Linked DNA regions of Ovis aries: region 2 is linked to region 1. The links are chromatin contacts, called in public Hi-C maps. All regions are on one chromosome and are shown on one strand. The core of a region is the stretch at or near the end of the contact, and the rest is flanking DNA. Distances in the headings are between cores, read along the strand shown.

Evidence for each region. Hi-C and Micro-C count contacts between places; a contact is called where the count stands out from the background.
Region 2: a Hi-C map of liver shows a contact between it and region 1, with 5 times the contacts expected there. The contact joins the promoter of DYNC2I1 here to the enhancer-like site in region 1. A contact is called at or near these places in 11 of 16 Hi-C or Micro-C datasets (blood, liver, mesenteric adipose tissue and 5 more).

The regions. Positions count from the first base shown.
Region 1 is chr4:121,009,992-121,012,879 of ARS-UI_Ramb_v3.0, reverse strand. No RefSeq gene overlaps it. Among named protein-coding and RNA genes, the nearest start is that of NCAPG2, 20 kb to the right of the region's middle. Within about 2 kb of position 1,504, at least 51 of the 54 cell types and tissues checked have an H3K27ac peak or open chromatin away from gene starts, as enhancers often do. A contact at or near this core is called in liver and tail adipose tissue, where this site is marked.
Region 2 is chr4:121,117,638-121,120,525 of ARS-UI_Ramb_v3.0, reverse strand. It overlaps DYNC2I1 (dynein 2 intermediate chain 1), which reads right to left and starts at 1,497. Exons shown (of 23, transcript XM_060415248.1): 1 at 1,378-1,497. The coding sequence starts at 1,392. It overlaps LOC121819483 (a long non-coding RNA gene), which reads left to right and starts at 1,740. Exons shown (of 2, transcript XR_009600587.1): 1 at 1,740-2,868.

The DNA.
Region 1 (2,888 bases), core at 255-2,754:
CTCTCGCTGCAGCTCCCTGGGGTGGTGAGGCCAGATGGGACCAACAGGAGACTGACCAAAAAATCTTAAAGGAAAACCTGGGAAATAGATGTCAAAGAGGGCTTGGGAAACCTCTCGTGTCCCTGGGCGTCTAGGAAGGTGTGCTCGTGCGCAGGCGCGTGGGAGTGGGCCGGTCGCCTGCAGCTGTGCTGAGGCTGTCGGCGGGGGTGAGGGCCGAGCAGGACCACGTGATGGGGCACTGAAAACAACACCCCCCCCCCCTCCAGCTCTCCCCAAGTACCAGGAAGGGGACAGTCGCTCAGTCGTGCCTCTGCGACCCCACGGACTACACAGTCCATGGAACTGTCCAGGCCAGAACACTGCAGTGGGCAGCCGTTCCCTTCTCCAGGGGATCTTCCCAAGGCAGGGATCAGACCCTGCCCGCATTGCAGGCGGATTCTTTACCAGCTGAGCTTTCAGGGAAGCCCAAGAATACTGGGAGAGGAGCCCAAAGTATTAAAGAAACCTCTGACTGGTCAGTAGCTGACCAAATTGACTGAGTGGAGACTTCAGAGGCAGCATGTGAACAAGAACATGCCTTCTAGACAATTTATCCAAGAAGCTACTAAGTGAAAAATATCTCAGTCGAGGCAAGTATGTTCAAAGAAAACTATCCAAAGAATTCACAGAAAGTAGAGTGATTTTCAGGGAAAGAGAAATGATCAGAAGAATGAAATAAGAACTCTGGAGTGTAAACCACAGTACATGGGATGTAAATGTCCCTGACGTTCAGCGATAGGCTGGAGCTGACGAAGAGCCAGAAGCTGGAGGCCGAGTCACAGACGTCTCCTCTCCCGCGGGCACAGCGAGCAGGACGCAGCGCGGACCAGGCCGCTCGCGAAGCCCCGGAGGGGAGGGGGCAGCGGGACCCGGAAGCGCAATGGGCCACGTGACCGGAAGCGTCCCGCGCGAACGGCGCTCGCCAGGCGCCGCCGCAGGCGCGGCTCAGCCGTGAGGAGGGCGGGCAGGCTCGGGCGCTTCCACCAGCGCGCGGTGAGGTCCCGCCAGTGGCTTCCGCGCAACGCCTGAGGCCAGGACGCGGGAGCCCGTGCCCAGCGCTGGAAGAGCCCATCTCCAGCAGGACTCCCACGGCAGGAAGGGCGGCGTGTCCCCGTTCTCTCCTCACCGCTCCACCTGCCCTGCAAGGGCCGGCCGAGGACGGACGTCTGCTTCCGGCCATCCCCGTGGGAGTCGGTCATCTGCTTCTACCGGGAGTGGCCGGGCCGAGAGCGGAGCCCCGGTCAGAGCGGCCCGCGCGGCCCCGCACGCGGCTCGGCCTCGGCTGGGCGGACCCAGGGGGCCGGAGCGGCTGCAGCCGTGCCTGGCGAGCGAGCGGGACGCAGGGGCCGTGTCGCGGGGTCCGTGGGAAGGCGCCTGGCGTGCGCGGGTCGGGGGCAGCCTCCGCGGCCTCAGCTCTGCGCCGGCTGCGGGCCCCCGCGCAGCGGCCCCACGGGCGCCATCTGCTGCCCGCGGCCTGCCTAGGCCTGTGGGCCGGGGCCTCCGAGGGCCACTCCTCGCGGCACAAGCAGGCCAGTTTGTTTTCATTCATCGCGGCGTAAGATACAGATATGTGCAGAAGCCCTAATCTTTCTGCCCTGAACTTTCCCAAACTGGCTGCCGTGTGCCCCACATGTGGTGACCAAGAGCACCCAGGTGCCCCCCCACCCCCAGGACCCAGATGCCCTTCAGTGCCCCCCCCCCCCAACCCAGGTGCCCTTCAGGATGCCTGGCCTGGCCCACGAGACTTCCACCAGGTCCCTGCACACCCTGGGCGGTATGCCCACCCCGGGCCGTATGCCCACCCCGGGCGGTGCCTGCTTTCTGAGGCCTGGAGGGTTCTACTTGAAGTAACTGCAGACGAGGGCCCGGGGGCCAGGCTAGGCAGCACCATGGCAACCCCAGGAGGGTTTCCTCTGCCAGCCAGGAGGGCCCAGTCACGGGCTACGCATCGCTGCACTCAGGCTCCAGGCTGGTTCCTGTCCCCAGTCCCAAACGGGACAGTCGCACACAAGACGCATCCTTTACTAGAAGCTTCTCTAGAATCCGACAGTGTGGGGAAGGCTGGTCCTCAGGTGCTGGGTAATTTCACTGCTACCAACAGCAGGGCTGGATGTGTCCCCAAGGTGAAAGGCAAGCTGTTCATGGCAGTTTTCTAAATAAGTAAAAGTGTAAAGGGGCAATCCTCTGTTCTGTGTGCAAGCCCACCCCCATGGGATGGAGACGGGTTTTCTTTTGTCCGACTTTGCTTTCATTTTCACGCTGATATTTCATATCAAATAACCTAAGATTCCCTTTCACTTGTCTGCAGGTTTGCAAGCTGCTTCAGCTTGGGAGGCTGAGCTCTTTATTGGTGAACACGTTCAGTTCAGTTCAGTCGCTCAGTCGTATCCGACTCTGCAATCCCATGAATCGCAGCATGCCAGGCCTCCCTGTCCATCACCAACTCCCAGAGTTCACTCAAACTCATGTCAGTCGAGTCAGTGATGCCATCCAGCCATCTCATCCTCGGTTGTCCCCTTCTCCTCCTGCCCCCAATCCCTCCCAGCATCAGAGTCTTTTCCAATGAGTCAACTCTTCGCATCAGGTGGCCACAGTACTGGAGCTTCAGCTACAAAATCAGTCCTTCCCATGAACACCCAGGGCTGATCTCCTTCAGAATGGACTGGTTGGATCTCCTTGCAGTCCAAGGGACTCTCAAGAGTCTTCTCCAACACCACAGTTCAAAAGCATCAATTCTTTAGTTCTCAGCTTTCTTCACAGACCAACTCTCACATCCATACATGAGCACAGGAAAAACCATAGCCTTGACTAGATGGACCTTAGTCAGCAAAGTAATGTCTCTGCTTTTG
Region 2 (2,888 bases), core at 248-2,747, 110 kb before region 1:
TCAACAGGGAGCCCAGGATTTTCTAGCTGCCTCTTACATTTTCACCAACAAAAACCTGGCTTCGGGCCTTACTTCATCCTGAAGCTTTTCTTCCTTTCCTTTTTAAATTTCTCGTTTAAATTCTTTAAACTGTAAAATGACACAGGGCTCCTCATGCCCATCAAAACCCCAGGCATCACCCTACAATATGCTTAGCCACTGTGATTCAGACCAGGAGCCCCTGCCTCCTCCTGCCCTCTGCTCCGCCAGGGTCCCATCCTGTTAGGCAGATAAAGGTAAATAAATTAAAACTGAGGCTCCAAGTAGGGAGGCAGTGTTTTCCCCCTTGAGAGGAATAAACCGCAGCCTGAAGACAAAGGAAAACTCCAGAAGAGATGCCTGAACAGCAGAACCTCCAACCTCCTTATGCAAGTGTAACTTATACAAACCAACCCTCCTACTCACGTATATTTAGGTATACGCATGCCCACATCGCTCTTTGAGCAGCAAGACTGCGCTCTCCCCCTTGGTCCAAGCACACAACTTAGCTCTGCAGTCAACTCTGCTTATATAATCACGATATGACAACTGGTGGCAAGCGGACATTACAATGACGCGACCCCAGTTCAGGCAAACAAAAGGGGTGGCCCCTGAGGGTCCTCAGACACCCCCCCACAGCACCGAGCAATGAACTGTCTCTGAACAGCACCACGCCCAAGATCGCCACCAGCGACCAGAACAGCACTTAGCAGCGGCAAGGACCCCAAGCAAGCCCTGATCTCCTCCCAGCTCCAGTGATAATTCTTGACAAACAACTCAAGCAGCTAAATGTAACATTGTAAATTCTTGCCTTTATAAGCCTCCCCCACTTTGCAATCGGGGAACACAGTTCAAGAGCTTGAATCTGTGTCTCCCAAGCTGCAGTCGTAACATACGCCACATAAACACCTTTTAACCTCAACCAAGTCTCCTTTTCTACAATTTTGGTTAACACAACTTTTAAAACTTCCTATAAACAAATCACAGAAAACAAGTTACAGAATAACTTATGAAAATGTGAAGAACCGGTGCAGAAGACGATGGAAGTCGGGAAGTTGATGCTCTAACTTCTAATCGATATTACTAAGATAAAAGTGAACGACAGAAGACAAAAAAAGGGAGGAAAATGCATGCAAAGTAACTCCTCATCTTTTACGGGACAGCTCAGTTACTGAGTTAGTTACTGAGCACCTTAACGTTTAGAACCTCATCCAGCCCTACTCGTACTGCCCCGATGTATCCGTTGGGAAGTAAGACACGCCGCTAAGGTCCCACAGCGCAGGCCCGCGGCGCCTCCCGCCCCCGAGGAGGAAGCGGCCCCGGCAAGCACGGGCTTGCCCGCGTGGCGTCTGCACCCACCTTCCCCGACTCCATCGCTGCGCGCAGGCCCCGGAGGCCGCGTCGCCCTCCGGCCGGTCAGGCCAGGAAACACGCTCGGGCTCCCGCGCCCCCAGCCGGCGTCCCGCCTCCTAGCAACCTGCAGGCGGGGTAGCCGAGCACCGAGCAACAGCCGGCCCGGCCTGCCCCTCGGCCGTCCCCAGCGCGCCTGCGCTTCTCCTCCTCCTAGCAACTGGAAGACGGCGCCCCGGAGCGGCCTCTCCTAACGCGCTTGCGCCGCCATTCCTCCTAGCAACCGACAGCCTGGGCAGTAGAGCAACGAGCGACCGCCGGCCCGGCGTGCCCCGCGGCCTCCCCAGCGCGCCTGCGCCCTCCTGTCTCCTAGCAACCGACAGGCTGGCCCGCGAAGCCTTGCGCGACTGCTGGGCCGGGATTCGCGTGGGGCCGAGGGGAAAGGGGTGCGGAGTGGGGCTGAGCGCGGCCGGAGCTCGGCCCAGCGGCTCTCTGGGCGGGGACGCAGCCGGGCAGAACGGGAGCTGCTGCAGGGAAACGGGCAAACCGCCTCTGAAGCGGAGCGGAACCCAGCCTCGGTCCGGGCGGGCGGCGGAGGGCGCTCTCCTTCCGCGGAGGCGCGCACTGCTCGAGTTCGTCTGCCGCTGGTTGCCGTTTGGTTCCGTGTGGGATTGGTAGGAATCACACAGTGTCTGAAAAAGTAATTGTTGAAAGATTCAACTTTTACACAAAGCGAGAGACAAGGGGACTGAGATATTAAGGCACTAGTCTGCAGCTCACGTTTATATTTTATCACAGCTATTTTAAGGTTAACATAAAAGCCAACCTTAAACACGCAAGGCTAGAGGGAGGGGTCCTACTCCCGTGATGCACATTATAACTGACATTAAGCTCTGATTCTGCGAAGTGCGCGTCAGTTTAGCCTGCAAGTGTTACTTAGAAAAGATTTAACTTACTGGTAGAGAGAGAGAGGACTCAAATCTTGTGCTAAGGAGCGCATCCGTGAGCGTGTTATTAGGGGGTCTTGTACTTTTGATGTCTTTTTCCATTTTCATACTGTTCATGGGGTTCTCAGGACAAGAATACTGGAGTGGTTTGCCATTCCCTCCTCCGGTGGACCGTGTTCTGTGTTGTCAGAACCTTTTGCTATGACCTATCCATCTTGGGTGGCCTGGCACAGCATGGCTTATAATTTCGTTGAATTGTCTAAGCCCCTTCCCCAGGACAAGGCTGTGATCCATGAAGGGACCATAAAGACGGCTGAACACCAAATAATTGATGTTTTTGAACTGTGGTGTTGGAGAAGACTCTTGAGTCCCTTGGACTTCAAGGAGATCAAACCAGTCAATCTTAAAAGAAATTAACCCTGACTACATTGAAAGTACTAATGCTGAAGTTCCAGTACTTTGGCCACCTGATGGGAAGAGCCAGCTCATTGGAAAAGACCCTGATGCTGGGAAAGATTGAAGGCAAAAGAAGAGTGTGGCAGAGGATGAGATGGTAGGATGGCATCACTGACT